Regions from separate parts of the Sus scrofa genome. Here all the other regions are linked to region 2. A link is a contact called in public Hi-C and promoter capture Hi-C data. All regions are on one chromosome and are shown on one strand. Each heading gives the region's core, a stretch centred on a gene start, on an enhancer-like site or on the middle of the called end of the contact. The rest is flanking DNA. Distances are from core to core; before and after follow the strand shown. Region 1 has its middle 23 kb from the start of ATP5O. Region 2 has its middle 120 kb from the start of SLC5A3. Region 3 holds the start of ATP5O (ATP synthase, H+ transporting, mitochondrial F1 complex, O subunit).

Region 1 (4,538 bases), core at 1,001-3,500, 270 kb after region 2:
GTCATCAACCAGCATTCTGGATGTGACTATTTTGTCACTGATCCTGGGCTCTTAAGACCTATAGTGCAGATTGGGTCTGGCCTTGGGAGGAATCCTCTCCACCTCCTCGTGGTCCAGTGTTCCCATCTCCTTGGTGGGGACAGGAGGAAGAGAGAGCGTCCCTGGTAGGACTCCGGAGAGACCGCCTCATTGCTGCCACCAATGCAGCCCTCCCCATCCCCCTGGCCCTCCCAGATGCACTGGTGTGCCTACCTCCTAATTTCCTTGGCCCATCAGTCTTCTCCCTCAACTCTGAGCTGGAGTAAACCCAGACCCATCCCTTGCTCCTCTTCCCAAGGTCCTAAAGAGGAGTGGCAAGCCCAACTGACAGCAGGACTTGGCTGGCCCAGGCTAGAGCTGAAGGCTGTTCGCTTGCCTCTTCCTTGGCTGGGAACGTCCCTTCAAGGGGCATGGTTTCTCTAAGGGCACAGATTCTAGAGAGTGGAGAAGAGGGTCTTTAAATGTGGGAAATAGCACTTCTGGTGATACCTGAGGAAGGTTTGCTGGCACCCACCATCTTTGGTGGTTGTGGTTTAAAACCTAGAATTACTGTGACTCTGGTGTAGGCTGGTGGCTACAGCTCCGATTAGACCCCTAGCCCGGGAACCTCCATATGCCACGGGAGCGGCCCTAGAAAAGGCAAAAAGACAAAAAATAAATTAATTAATTAATTAATTAATTTAATTAAGTTAAATAAAACCTAGAATTAGAAAGTCACCATCAGATAAGGCATCTCATCTATTTCCTGTTTAGGAGCCCAGCCTTGAGTGGGCATTAGATGTAGTTCTTGCTTGAAGGCTTCAGAGCAGAGCGAGCGTAAAGCAGGCTAGCACTATCAGAGGAAAACCCCACAGTGTCATCCTCCCAGGCTCCTGGGGGCACATCCTTCAGCTTCATCAGGCCTCCAGTCAAATTCCAGGTCTTGGCATTCCCATTGTGACTCAGCAGGTTAAGAACCCAACATGGTACCCATGAGGATGCAGGTTCGATCCCTAGCCTTGCTCAGTGCGTTGAGGATCCTGTATTGCTGTGAGCCGTGGGGTCACCGATGCAGCTCAGATCCGCATTGCTGTGGCTTGTGGTGTAGGCCAGCAGCTGCAGCTCTGATTTGACCCCAGCCCAGGAACATCTACATGTCACAGGTGCAGCCCTAAAAAGAAAAGAAAAAAAAAAAAATTCCAGGCCTTGATCACATCAAAGTCTCGCAATCAACCAAATCTTCCTGCCAGGTAACCTTGTTCAGTTATAGAAGGAGGAACATCAGTCCCCCATAAGACCCCCCAAAGCCAAGATAACTTTAAGGAAGGGAATAGAGATCATAATGGGCCCAGAAAAAAAAAGATCACTGGGCCAGTAGCCTGAAAACTTAGAGCCCAACCCTATCAAGAAGCGTCGCTTTGGCAGTCTAACTGGATCCTGCCCTGATTCCGCTGGGAGAAGCAGGAGGATTAGAATCCCTTGTTGGGCTGCACCAGATTTTAAACCTCCTTTCAACTGGGAATCATCTGCAATTCTCTCAATCCTTATAATATCTGCCACCTAATAAATACTGGGAGCCAGGCATATGGAAGCGTTAACGCACTCAGCCCTCCCCATAGTGCAGGGAGGTGGTTTTTATTAACGTCTTTTTCAGAAGTGGGGAAAGAAGCTTGCCAAAGACACCAGAGCTGATAGGAGAAAGGAAAGGATTTGAATGTGGGTCTAACTCCAGTGCTGATCCTCTCCTGTCCACACTCTGCCTCTGGAACTCTATCCACTTACACAGCCTGCTGCCCCTTGAAAGGAAGTAAAAGGCACAGACAGATGGGACCCAGGTGGAGACTCTACCCAGAAAATGGGCACTTCCTGAGCAAAGGTGCCACAGTGACAGCCCTTGTGAACGGCAGCCTGCAAAGATTAACCACAGGGCTGTCTCCCATGTAGAAATAGGCTCCCTTTTGTCCACATAGCCCTACAGGCAAACAATAGCTCCATCACCCAGGAGACCACAGAAAAAAGGGAGGGAGAGAGATATGGACAGGACAGGGTGTAAACAAGATGCTGTATATGGGCAGAGAGAGAGAGAGAAAAAAAATGATGTAAAGGCAGAACACACCAGGATATTTGACGTGCAGGCTTTCAAAATTATGCCTCCATGCTTTATGTGAGGAGTGTACACAAATGAGGCTGTATTTTCAACTACGTCACATGCACTGCTTTGCAACCAAAAACAATATTTGTGCTTCATGTGCTGCCCCGTGGTGTTTTATACACAGAATCACCTGGCACAGGTCCTGTCCCCAAGATTCAAATTAACGTTTGCATGGGGGAGGGGTGCGAGGGGAGGTGGGGGAGGGAAGCAGGCGTGTTCTGCCGGCCACACTCGGGGCCACTGACATTGCCGGGCATGATGGATGCTGCCAGCGCTGTTGCCTAGCAACCCAATACCCTTCAAGAAAATTCAGCAGTCTCGCTGGCTCGATGAAGCAAACAGGGCTGGTTCGGCATGGCACTGGGCATGGAAAGACAATAGTGGTTTTGTTCCAGTTATGCATAATCCTTCTTTCTGATTTCCTGTATAGATCAACATACCTGAGGGGACGTGGAGCCCGGCGCGGGACTGGGGCTGGAAAAAGCCCAGGGTTTTTTAAATTACCTCCAAATCGGCTTCAGACACTAGTGGAATTTTACTGGCTGGTCCCATGATGCTCCTTCAATCCCCGGTCCTTTTCACAACATAAAGGCTGATCTCCACTACGTGACTCACCAGCATACCTCCAGATAGTTGTTTGTCAGCCCTGTCATGAGTCATGCTTTCTTCAGCTTTCTTTTCTCCTCCAAACTGAACCACTTGACATTTTAGAATGGGGTTGGGGGAAGGGGTTTGATTTTTTTTTTTTCTTGATGTCACTCCACGGCTTTGTGTGCGAGTGTGGGGGTGTGTGGGACGAGGTGAGTAATGGCTGGGAGAACAGGTAAACAGGACTGAGGTTCTCCACGCCATCAGCTGCCTGGAAAGTCACCAAGTGCGAGGATGCTGAAACGGAACGTCTCTGGGCTAGAAGGGACGGTACCCTGGTCAGCATTCTGCCTTCCACCCATTCCTTTCCAGCAGCCTGCTGCTCCCTTTCTCCCCAACAAAGAGCTCTGCTTCACTTTGTGCAGTGCAGATGACAGCATCATTATAAGGCTTTCAGAAAAATCCAGCAGGAGTTATAAGACACAAAGAAAACCGGGATTTTCAGATGAAAAAAAGAGAAGCGCATTTGCCACACAAATTGTGCTGGACCAAGAGTTTCCTGGTGGCTCAGTGGGTTAGGGAGCCAGCGTTATTGCTGCTGCAGCTCCAGTCACTGCTGTGGCTCAGGTTCAATCCCTGGCCCTGGACCTTCCACCTGCCATGGGTACATCCTCCAAAAAAAAAAAAAAAAAAAACTGTGCTCGGAGTTCCCATAATGGCACAGTGGAAATGAATCCATGAGGATTGCGGGTTCAATCCCTGGCCTCGCTCTGTGTTTTGGGATCCAGTGTTGCCATGAGCTATGGTGTAATTTGCAGACACAGCTTGGATCTGGCGTTGCTGTGGCTGTGATATAGGCCGGCAGATTGTAGCTCCAATTAGGCCCCTAGCCTGGGAACCTCCATATGCACCAGGAGTGGCCCTAAAAAGCAAAAAAAAAAAAAAAAAAAACAAAACAAAAAAATTGTGCTGGACCAGACAGACCACAGGATCCCTGGGTTCAGGTTCTGATTCTGACATTTATTGAGCATGGGACGAACGTCTGCTTATTTTGCACGGCCCAGCACACATCTCATCTTCTCCATGAAGCTCTCGGCCTCTTAGATATATTCACTTAGATATTTATCTTTGAGTGAATTTCACATCTGTTTAGATATTTTCCTCCCAGAGTGTGAGCACCTCCAAGTCAGACACTGTTTTGTGTACCTGCATCACATCAGCTTAGCACCACAGCAGATAGATAGCAGATGCTCGGTTCATGCTTCCTGTTTGGAGGAGAGATAGATAAATGAAAGAATTGATTAACCACTCCAATAACTAAATCCAATTAACCCCTTGGAACCCTATTTGTTTCTATACTTAATGTCCACTCACACAAAAGGAATGAGGATCTAGGAGTTGCCAATGAAAGCATTTCGAACATTACACAACAGCACGTTACTAAAAAGCATTATTGGAGGAGTTCTCATTGTAGCAGAGTGGAAACAATCTGACTAGTATCCATGAGGATGCGGGTTCGATCCCTGTCCTTGCTCAGTGGGTTGGGGATCCAACATTGCCATGAGCTGTGGTGTAGGTTGCAGATGCAGCTTGGATCCCAAGTTAGGCTGGCAGCTGCAGTTCTGACTCAACCCCTAGTCTGGGAACTTCTATATGCTGCACATGTGGCCCTAAAAAGCAAAAAAGAAAGGATGGAATGAAGGAAGAAAGTTAGGGAGGGAGGAAGAAAGGAGAGAGAAAGAAAAGGAAGGAAGGAAGGAAGGAAGAAAAAGAGGGAGGG
Region 2 (4,256 bases), core at 1,464-3,963:
CAGCTGCCCCCAGGCCCTTGGCCCAGGACCCGGGACTGGCCTAGTTAAAGACGGGAGGGCCGCAGCCCAGACACCTGATTCCATTTTGTGATTTCCTCAGGGAGGAGTCCATCCATCCAGCAACGGGGGAAGTCATTTACTTCTTTGTGAGGCTTTTTCTTTCCACGTGGAGGACTGTCTAAGCAGCCCAACCGCAGGCTGGCAACACTGGCCTGCAAGTGAGGGGCTGCCAGGGGCTGCAGGCCACCCCCACCCACCCACCCACCGGGAGAAGAGGGCCCCTTTCTGCTTCTCAACTTCTGGCACTGCCTGGGTCCACCGGCTATCACGATGGGCCCCAGCTTAGATCCCAGCACAATCCCAGGTTGCTCCTAGGATTCTCAGAGCTCCCCAGTTTCCTCCTGTTTTCAGAGCCCCCTCCTTGCAATTTAGTGAGTATGAGCAACTGCGTTATAGCTAAACCACATTCCCAATAAGACTGTGGCCTCCTGGAACCCGGGATCTGCATTCTACTTCCTTCTATTCTCCAAAGCCCCCAGCACACGCTCGAACACAGCAAAGCTTTTGATAAAGGCTTGCCGGCGGCTTCTCGGAGTCCAAAGTTGCATTGCAGTCATAAGACCCAAGGGGGAGCCTCAGCAGTGCTGTCCAGTGACCATCCAGAACCCTCACCGCAGAAGCCAGGGCCCTTCAAAGCCCATCAAGCTTTTCCTAACCCCTGCTCCCCATCTCACTTCGCCAGCCCCTAATCCCACCCTCATCACCCACTCCCCTCCAGCAATAGTGCCTGCTCCTCCAACAGGGAGAACCACAGTCCCACCTCAGGGCCTTTGCACTCTCTGCCCTCGCCCCCCACACACATCTGGAATGTTCTTTCCCCAGAAATCCACAGGGCTCACCCCCTCACCTCCTTGTCATCTGCTCCAAGACCACCTTCTCAATGAGGCTCTTTCTCCTGGCCCTATTCAAAATCACCCCCCATCCTTCTCTCCTGCTGTTTTTTCATCACTTATCACCACTTGAAATACTCTTGCTTTCTTATTTATCATCTGTCTCCCCTAAGACAGTAGGATCTTCCCAAAGGCAGGGATTGTTGTGTTGTCTTCAGTGCTGTATCCCTGGGCCCATAAGAGCTGTTCAATAAATATTTATCGACTACCTTAATACATGTAGCCATATATTAATGTAGCAGTGACTCTTGGTCTAAGTTAATTCAACTTAACCATGTCTATTGTTTATGCATGCGGATAAAAAAACACTTCCATAGATTCCTTAACAAACAGTCTTAGAGACATAATTCCATTGTCTTTTGTCTCATTTCGTTGTCTCAGGAATTGTTATTATATGGATTTTTACAGAGGTTAAAAACTAAGACTCAGGGAACTGTGGGAGCTTTTCCAGAATCTTCAGCAGGTCGCTAGCAGAACTAGGGCAGCCAGGGTTTCCTGTCTTCTTAACCTCAGCTCAGCTCACCTATTTCAGGCCCAGGACGGCCCTTTCTTAGCCTTCTGTCCTACGGGGTCCTCCCGAAGCCTCATACTTGTCTTTATTTTCTCCTTTCCCCTCCCACAGGGCTGAGGCCCACGATCCCGCTCCCCGTTCCAATCTCAGGAGAAGCTTTTGTGATGTCTTCTGGCAGAGGCGCTCAGAGGCAAGGTTGCATTCTGATTTTTGGACTGTGTTCACTAGGCTCTTTTACACTGCGAGGAGCAGAAACAGGCCTGGAATCCTTGAAATCATGAGGATTTATTGCAGGGCTTCACGTGGAGTTAAGATAGCGATCTCTTAACACAGCCCAGCTTAGTAGAAACGCTAGAAACGCTATGGCCTGCGCAGCAGCCTCACTCCGGGGACTGGAACTCAGGCTCCCCGCTCCTCCCCCTTCTTTGCCTGGCTAGCTCCTATCCTTCCATCTCGGATCAGGATCCCCTCCTCCGCGCAATGGCAGACGGAGCAAGATGTGCCTCCCTGGAATTTTCTGTGCGTCTCTGGATCAGGGCACGGATCCTATTACCTTAGGTTCCTCTGCAGCTCTGGGTCTCCAGGCTCCCTTATTATATATACACACACCTTTGCCGATTCCTAAACCCTTCGCTCTCTAGGACCCACCAGCCACTTCCAAAGGGGTGCCAGTAGTTCCTGGTGGATGGATCTAGAAAGGTGGTCGATTCATTCATTCTCCGCATACTTATTGGGTTGTAAAGCCCTGACGAGGAACCCGAGGGGCGATTGCAGGCAGGACTTAATGGCTTCGGTGGGCAAGGCGGGGGCTGGGGACGGTGGCTGATATCACACACACCCCCAGCACACTCTTCACCAGAGGGGGAAATGCCACCACAGGGCTCCCCCCAATACACACACACCCTCGCCAGCCTCTCTTTGATTTGCTGACAGCTCCTCTCGCAGAGAGGTGGGGGTAACTTGAGAGAAAACAAAAACAAAAACAAAAACAGCTCCTGCACGGTGACTGGCCTGAAAGTGCCCCGAAACTGGGCGGCTTTGGAGGGGCTCCCGAAGCAGCGGGCCCGGCCCAAGACCCAGGGACGTGGGGACCCAGAGACCCGGGGATGCAGGATGCTGAGCGCGCGCCGCCGCCAGGGGCCGCGGCAGCCGCCCGCCCGGCGCATGGAATTTTCCACCGCCCGGCCGAGCTTGCACAATTGCGTCTCATTGGCCGAGCGGGGGTGTCTGTCCCCGCTTGGGGACGGAGATTAGATTAGCCTGGGAGCCCTCCTCAGTGGGCTTGGCAGGGTTCTGATTAATCAGGTCAGCGGGGCCAGGGAGGGGAGTCGAGGGAGGGTGGGAGGGGGGAGCCGGCGTCTGTTTTCAAACCCAGCTAAGCTCCAGCCTTTGGATGTCACCTTTCTACACAGAAAATGCTCCAGTGAGCCGGGAAAGGGCGAGGGAGATTAGAATTTGCCTCTTCATAGTAAAATTCCCTTAGAAACCACTGGAAAATAAGATTCCCAATGCCCAAGTCCTGCTGCCTCCGCATCCCGAATTCGCCCGCCAACACCCACTCCCCCTTTAGTCTCCGTCTGGCCCTGGCATTTAACCCTTTGAGCAGCCATGCCGCCAAGAGTTTCTCTTTGGACAGTGATTGGCACAGGCTTCTCCATCGAATCGGAACTTCAGAACCGAATCCGTTTCCACGCACTCCCCTCCCCCCCAGGGTCAATCCAAAAATGCAGACAGTTAAAACCAGAAATAGGGAAAAGTGGCTCTTTTCTGACGGTTGGAGAATCAGCACGAACTTCATACCCTGACGTTAAATGTGCAGCGAGCCTTGAGAGACCGTCGCTGTGCTCAGATAGATTGTCTGCATAATGGGATTTATGTGTGAGCAACTCCTGTTGATTTATGATTAAAATACTCCCCTTGTTTTGTTCTCTGCTGAAGTTTCTGGCGTTAGGAAGTTCCTTTCTGAGAGTTACTGTTGAAGCTGCCACAAAGGCCAGCTCGCTCCCTTGGGGGATGTTTGGCGAGTGAATGAATGATGTTCCCCTCAGGTCAGGGTCCTTAGAATGACAGCAGTATTAGCTTCTGGGTCCTAGTGCCGGCTGTGTCACTTACTAGTCATGTGACCTTAGACAACTCAATTTCCTTGAGCCTCAGATTCCTTACTTTTAAAAATGGGGTTATGGGGTTCCCTGGTGGCTCAGCAGGTTGAGGATCTGGCGTCTCGCAGGAGTTCCGTCCCTGGCCCTGGGATCTTCTGCATGGGTATGGCTGAGAAAAAAAAAATGGTGTTAATACGTTTCTCAAAAGTTAGGTGGAGAATTACCTTGTGACCCAGCTACTCCACTCCCAGGTGTACATTGAAAAGAATTGAAAATGGGTACTCCAAACAGATGCTTGTACGGGAATGTTTATTACAGCATTAGTCACAGTAGCCAAAATGTGGAAATAACCCGTGTCCATCAACAGATGATCAGATAAATAAAATATGGGAGCATATCCATACAATGAAATATTACTCTGGCATAAAAAGCAATGATGTTCAGATGCAAACTATTACATTTAGAATGGAGAACAATGAGGTCTTATTGTATAGCACAGGGAACTATATCCAGGCTTTTGGGGTAGTTCATGATAGAAGATAACAGAAAATAAAGGAATGTGTGTGTATACACACACATATTATACACACACACATATATATGTATAACTGGGTTACTTTGCTGTACAGCAGAAAGTGGCACAACATTGTAAATCAACTATAACAAGAAAATAACTTTTTTTAAAAAAGGGATTAT
Region 3 (4,520 bases), core at 690-3,189, 290 kb after region 2:
GTTTATGATCATTTTCTCACTTGGAAACATGCTTATATTATATTGTAAGCATATATTTACAATCCACATATAATTTAGTATCTTTTTTCTTGTATTAAGGAAAAAGGCAAGACACTAAATTATGTAGATTGCGAATCTGTCTATGTAATAAAAACAAACACAAAATAAAGAATATTAGTGACTACCAGTCTGTCAGACAATTGCTCTGAATGCTAAATACATATGTGTGTATGTACATTCGTATGTATAGTTTATTTTTCCTAACACCCTGTAAGGTAGGTGCTATTATAATAACCACTTTACAGATAAGAAAACTGAAGCGCAGAGAAGTTATATAGTTGTGTCAAGGTCAATGAAAGGACTGGGATTCAAGACTGGGTAGACCAGGCCACTATCTGAAAAAGTAATGGGAGATAACGTACCAAATATTGACAACAGCTGCTTATGGGTGGTAGAAAAGAGGGCAATAACATTCCAGAAAAATAGATTCTGCCTTCTAACAAGTTTTTTGTAAGGATGAGAAAACTGCACTCAAATGTTCCCGTTGTGGCTCAGCGGTAACAAACCCCACTAGTATCCATGAGGACTCAGTTGGATTCCTGGCCCTGCACAGTGCGTCAGGATCCACCACTACCGTGGGCTGTGCTGTAGGTCGCAGACTCGGCTTTGCTGTGGCTGCGGTGTAGGCCAGCAGCTACAGCTCCCATTCAACCCCTAGCCTGGGAACTTCTATATGCTGCAGGTGAGCATTAAAAAAAGGCAAGAAAAAAGAAAACTGCAGTCAAAAAGTAAATTAATGACTTCATCTGTTTTCCTGTAGAAAAGAATAGATCTGAGTAGAAAAACACTTTTTAATTGACTATAGAACTCCATTACTGCAACTAGGGAATTCCAACCCTATAGAAGAGAAAATTAGAGTAAGTTCTGTTTAGGGGGAAATGGGGTGTAAAGAGGTTGTTTTTATAAATGCAGAGAGGAGTCGCCCCCCCCCGCCCCCGCCCCCGCCCCCTGTGGCTCAGGGGAAACCAATCTGACTAATATTCATGAAGATGCAGGTTTGATGCCTGGCTTCGCTCAGTGAGTTAAGAATCCAGCGTTGCCCTAAACTGTGGCGTAGATTGTGGACGCTGCTGAGATCTGACAGATATGGCGTGGCTGTGGCTAGACCAGCGGCTACAGCTCCCATCAGACCCCTAGCCTGGGAACCTCCATAACCTCCAATATGCAGGGGGTGCGGCCCTAAAAATACCAAAAAGTAATAATAATAATATAAATGCAGAGAAACTAACCAGAGCTAGTTTGGGGTTCTCAGTTTCAATGTCACACTTGCTCAAACCCCAGTTCTATTTTTAGGTCTGATTCTCAGATAATCACTCTGCTCTACCAGAAGGAAGTATTTAAACAGCAGACCCTCACATGCCTGCACAAACCAAGAGGTCAATGCTGTACTCAAGTGAGATGGGGCGAAGGTGGGACAGAGGTACTGGTCACAAAATGTCCCCTGCTAGAGCTATAAGGCCCGGGTTTGCGGGGTGGGGGTGGGGGTATACACAGTGCGCGGATCTACGCTCGATATACCCTTTGGGTAAGAAAGGTAAACACGCTAATGATGCTAGCGACGAAGGTGACATGGAATAAATGTCACCGTACTTATCCCAATGGAAATTTAAAACTAGTGGCAATACATCCATCCTACAGTAAAGGCCAGTTAGTAACGTATACACTTCATTTCCAGGGGCTGACCCAAACCACTAGCCCACCCCCAGCCCTGTAGGTTCCGCCCTGACCACCCGCTCCTAAGGACTACAGCTCCCAGCCTGAGGAAGATTCCTGCGCATGAGATTTGACGACCTAGGCCTACATTTCCCAGCAGCCGAGCGACTACGCTGACGCACGCATGCGCTCTCGTTCTCTCTCGCCAAGTAGGGTTTGACCTACAGCCTCCCAGGAGAAGATGGCCTCCCAAGCAGTGTCCGGGCTTTCCCGGCAGGTGAGAGAGAATGGCGGTGTTGAAAGCCAGCGGAAGGAACCCTCCTGGGGTGACCCATACCAGGCCTCTAAGCGCTACGGTTTGAGGCCACAGTTGGGGGAGCGTGGCTGCCGTTCAAGGTCGTGGGGCCAGGAGAGCGGGGGCGAGAGCAGGCAGCCGGACGGCCCGGCTTCCCCCCGGGATGCGCGCAGGGCGGTGGGCGCGGGGCTGCGCATGTCTGCATTTGGTGTCCTCAGAGCACACCCCTAGAAAGTAGCTGCTTTGAGGGGCACAGGAGAAGGGGGCTCCATCTTTGTCGTAGAGGTCACCAGTAATGCTAAGGAATATTTGTGAAACACATTCCACCTTTTTATAAAGAAAATGAGACCGAAAGGTTTAAATGACTCGTCCTTGGCTGCTGAGCGAATAAGGGGTAGAGCTGAGATTCGAACCCACAGAAGATAGAGTTTGAAAGAAAATTCGTGCTCTTCATACTGCATGATTCCTTACGTATAGCTTCCGTAAGGTTTCCTAAGTGTTACGGTCTGTTAATCCTCACAACCTTTCGAGTACATTCCAGAGCCGGGATTACTTGAAGGTGACCTGTGCCCTTGCAGGTGCTTTTTAAATTACGAATTCCAACTCTTGATAGACAAGGTGATACTGTCTCAACAATCTCAAGGTAGTATCTGCAAGATACTGGGATCTGTTCTCACAACAGACTGCTGGGTAACCCAAAGAATTCATCTTTATTTTCAGATAGCAGTTCGAGTCTAAGAAGGTACATCTCTTGCAAATCATTCCTGGAATCCTCCCACTTTTTATTAAAACCACGCCCAAGGGTAGTAATATAAATGCCAAAAGTCGCATTAAATTTTTTGGAACAGCGTGTTTCATTAAATTTGGTTTCTTCTCTCTGATACTGGTGTGCTAGCCTCAGCCTGTTTTAGTAAACTAGGAAGTGAGTGGGCCTGCAGTTTCCCAAGCTGCTGGGATGATTCTCAGTGGGGAAATTTACTCCTAGGCAAAAAAGAACAGCCCACCCTCGTGTAATCTGTGATGATACAAAGAAACACAAGAAACGAATCATTTAGGAGTTGCCGTTGTGGTGCAGCAGAAGCGAATCTGGCTAGTATCCATGAGGATGCAGGCTGCATCCCTGGCCTCACTCAGTGGGTCGGGGATCTGACGTTGCCGTGAGCTGTGGTGTAGATGGCAGACCCAGCTCAGATCTGGTGTTGCTGTGGCTGTGGTGTAGGCCAGCAGCTATAGCTCCAGTTTGACCCCTAGCCTGGGAACTTCCATATGCTGCAGGTGCAGCCCTAAAAAGAAAGAAACGAATCATTTAAATGTCATACTTACTGTTTTTTACTTTGGTTTAAGTGCAAAAATCCTTGAAGTAATCTCATTTGATCTCCTTTCTCTTTTCGTTGCTAAGGTGCGATGCTTCAGTACATCTGTGGTCAGGCCATTTGCCAAGCTTGTGAGGGTATGTCACCTTATTTTGTGATTATAAAGCAGATGAATGTGTGTGAGTCAGACACCAATACACGTAGGGCATGGATTCTGTATCATTCCGACTTGAACCTTTCTGCATGATTTGCGGTTCCCAAAACATGATGTGTTAGGGAACAAAACACATGTGTTGTGGTTCCCAAAACATGAGGGGCTAGGGAACAATGTAATGTTGAAGGCCTACTGTGCGACAGGCCCACACATAACTTTTAATTATGGGAATTTCTTAAAACCCCATAACAGTGGTGGGAAGTAGCTAGTTTTCCCATCTTTGCCAAAGAAGAAACAGCGTTTGGGAAGACTTTCCCAAAGTTATTCAGCTTAGTCTTAGAGCTGGACCGAAACGAAATCTCTCTCAGAGCCTAAGCTTTTCCACTATAATCGTACTACAGTACCACTCAGCATATGTAGTCATACTTGATGGTAGTGTGGTTTTAAATTCAGGAGTTTCCTGTTGGGGCGCAGCAGAAACGAATTTGACTAGTATCCATGAGGATGCGGGTGTGATCCCTGGCCTCACTCAGTGGGTCGGGGATCCAGTGTTGCTGTGAGCGATGGTGTAGGTCACAGATGTGACTTGGATCCCACGTTGCTTGACTGTGGCATAGGCCAGCAGCTATAGCTCCAATTTGACCCCTAGCGTGGAACCACTATATGCTGTGAGTGCAGCCTAAAAAACCAAAAATACAAAAAATAAAAAGCCTACAATTCACTGTAAAAATTAATTTTAGCATTAGGCACAGAGTAAATTGCTCTTGGGCTCCATTAAACTGAACCTGGATGGGGAAGCTCAGTGAGGGAATTGATAGTCTTGCTAGGAAATGTATAAAGGTGTGCTTGCATGTTTCATAAACACCGTTTTCCTAGTTCTCACGTATTCAGAACTGCCTTTTATCAGTGTTTAAAACCTCCCCAAATTGGAACTGAATCATTATTGCGTTCCAAGGAATTCTAAGCTCATCTCAAAATTAATGTAATGAAATTATAGGTAGAGTGGGAAGGGCCTTGACATGCCATGTTTCCTAAGCCCTGGTTT

What was found. Promoter capture Hi-C pulls out the DNA fragments that hold promoters and counts their contacts. Hi-C and Micro-C count contacts between places; a contact is called where the count stands out from the background.
Region 1: a contact with region 2 is called in a Hi-C map of brain, with 5 times the contacts expected there. The contact joins two enhancer-like sites. A contact is called at or near these places in 2 of 47 Hi-C or Micro-C datasets (brain and omental adipose tissue) and 1 of 2 datasets of contacts at active chromatin or transcription factors (alveolar macrophages).
Region 3: a contact with region 2 is called in a promoter capture Hi-C map of liver, with 17 times the contacts expected there. The contact joins the promoter of ATP5O here to the enhancer-like site in region 2. A contact is called at or near these places in 3 of 5 promoter capture datasets (fetal liver, liver and skeletal muscle), 15 of 47 Hi-C or Micro-C datasets (alveolar macrophages, embryonic fibroblasts, fetal heart ventricle and 10 more) and 2 of 2 datasets of contacts at active chromatin or transcription factors (alveolar macrophages and skeletal muscle).

What each region holds. Positions count from the first base shown.
Region 1 is chr13:197,540,708-197,545,245 of Sscrofa11.1, reverse strand. No RefSeq gene overlaps it. Among named protein-coding and RNA genes, the nearest start is that of ATP5O, 23 kb to the right of the region's middle. Within about 2 kb of position 2,250, at least 35 of the 83 cell types and tissues checked have an H3K27ac peak or open chromatin away from gene starts, as enhancers often do. A contact at or near this core is called in brain, where this site is marked.
Region 2 is chr13:197,811,133-197,815,388 of Sscrofa11.1, reverse strand. No RefSeq gene overlaps it. Among named protein-coding and RNA genes, the nearest start is that of SLC5A3, 120 kb to the right of the region's middle. Within about 2 kb of position 2,713, at least 52 of the 83 cell types and tissues checked have an H3K27ac peak or open chromatin away from gene starts, as enhancers often do. A contact at or near this core is called in brain, fetal liver, fetal skeletal muscle and 6 more, where this site is marked.
Region 3 is chr13:197,516,949-197,521,468 of Sscrofa11.1, reverse strand. ATP5O (ATP synthase, H+ transporting, mitochondrial F1 complex, O subunit) reads left to right here and starts at 1,939. Exons shown (of 7, transcript NM_001044606.2): 1 at 1,939-1,990; 2 at 3,408-3,458. The coding sequence starts at 1,955.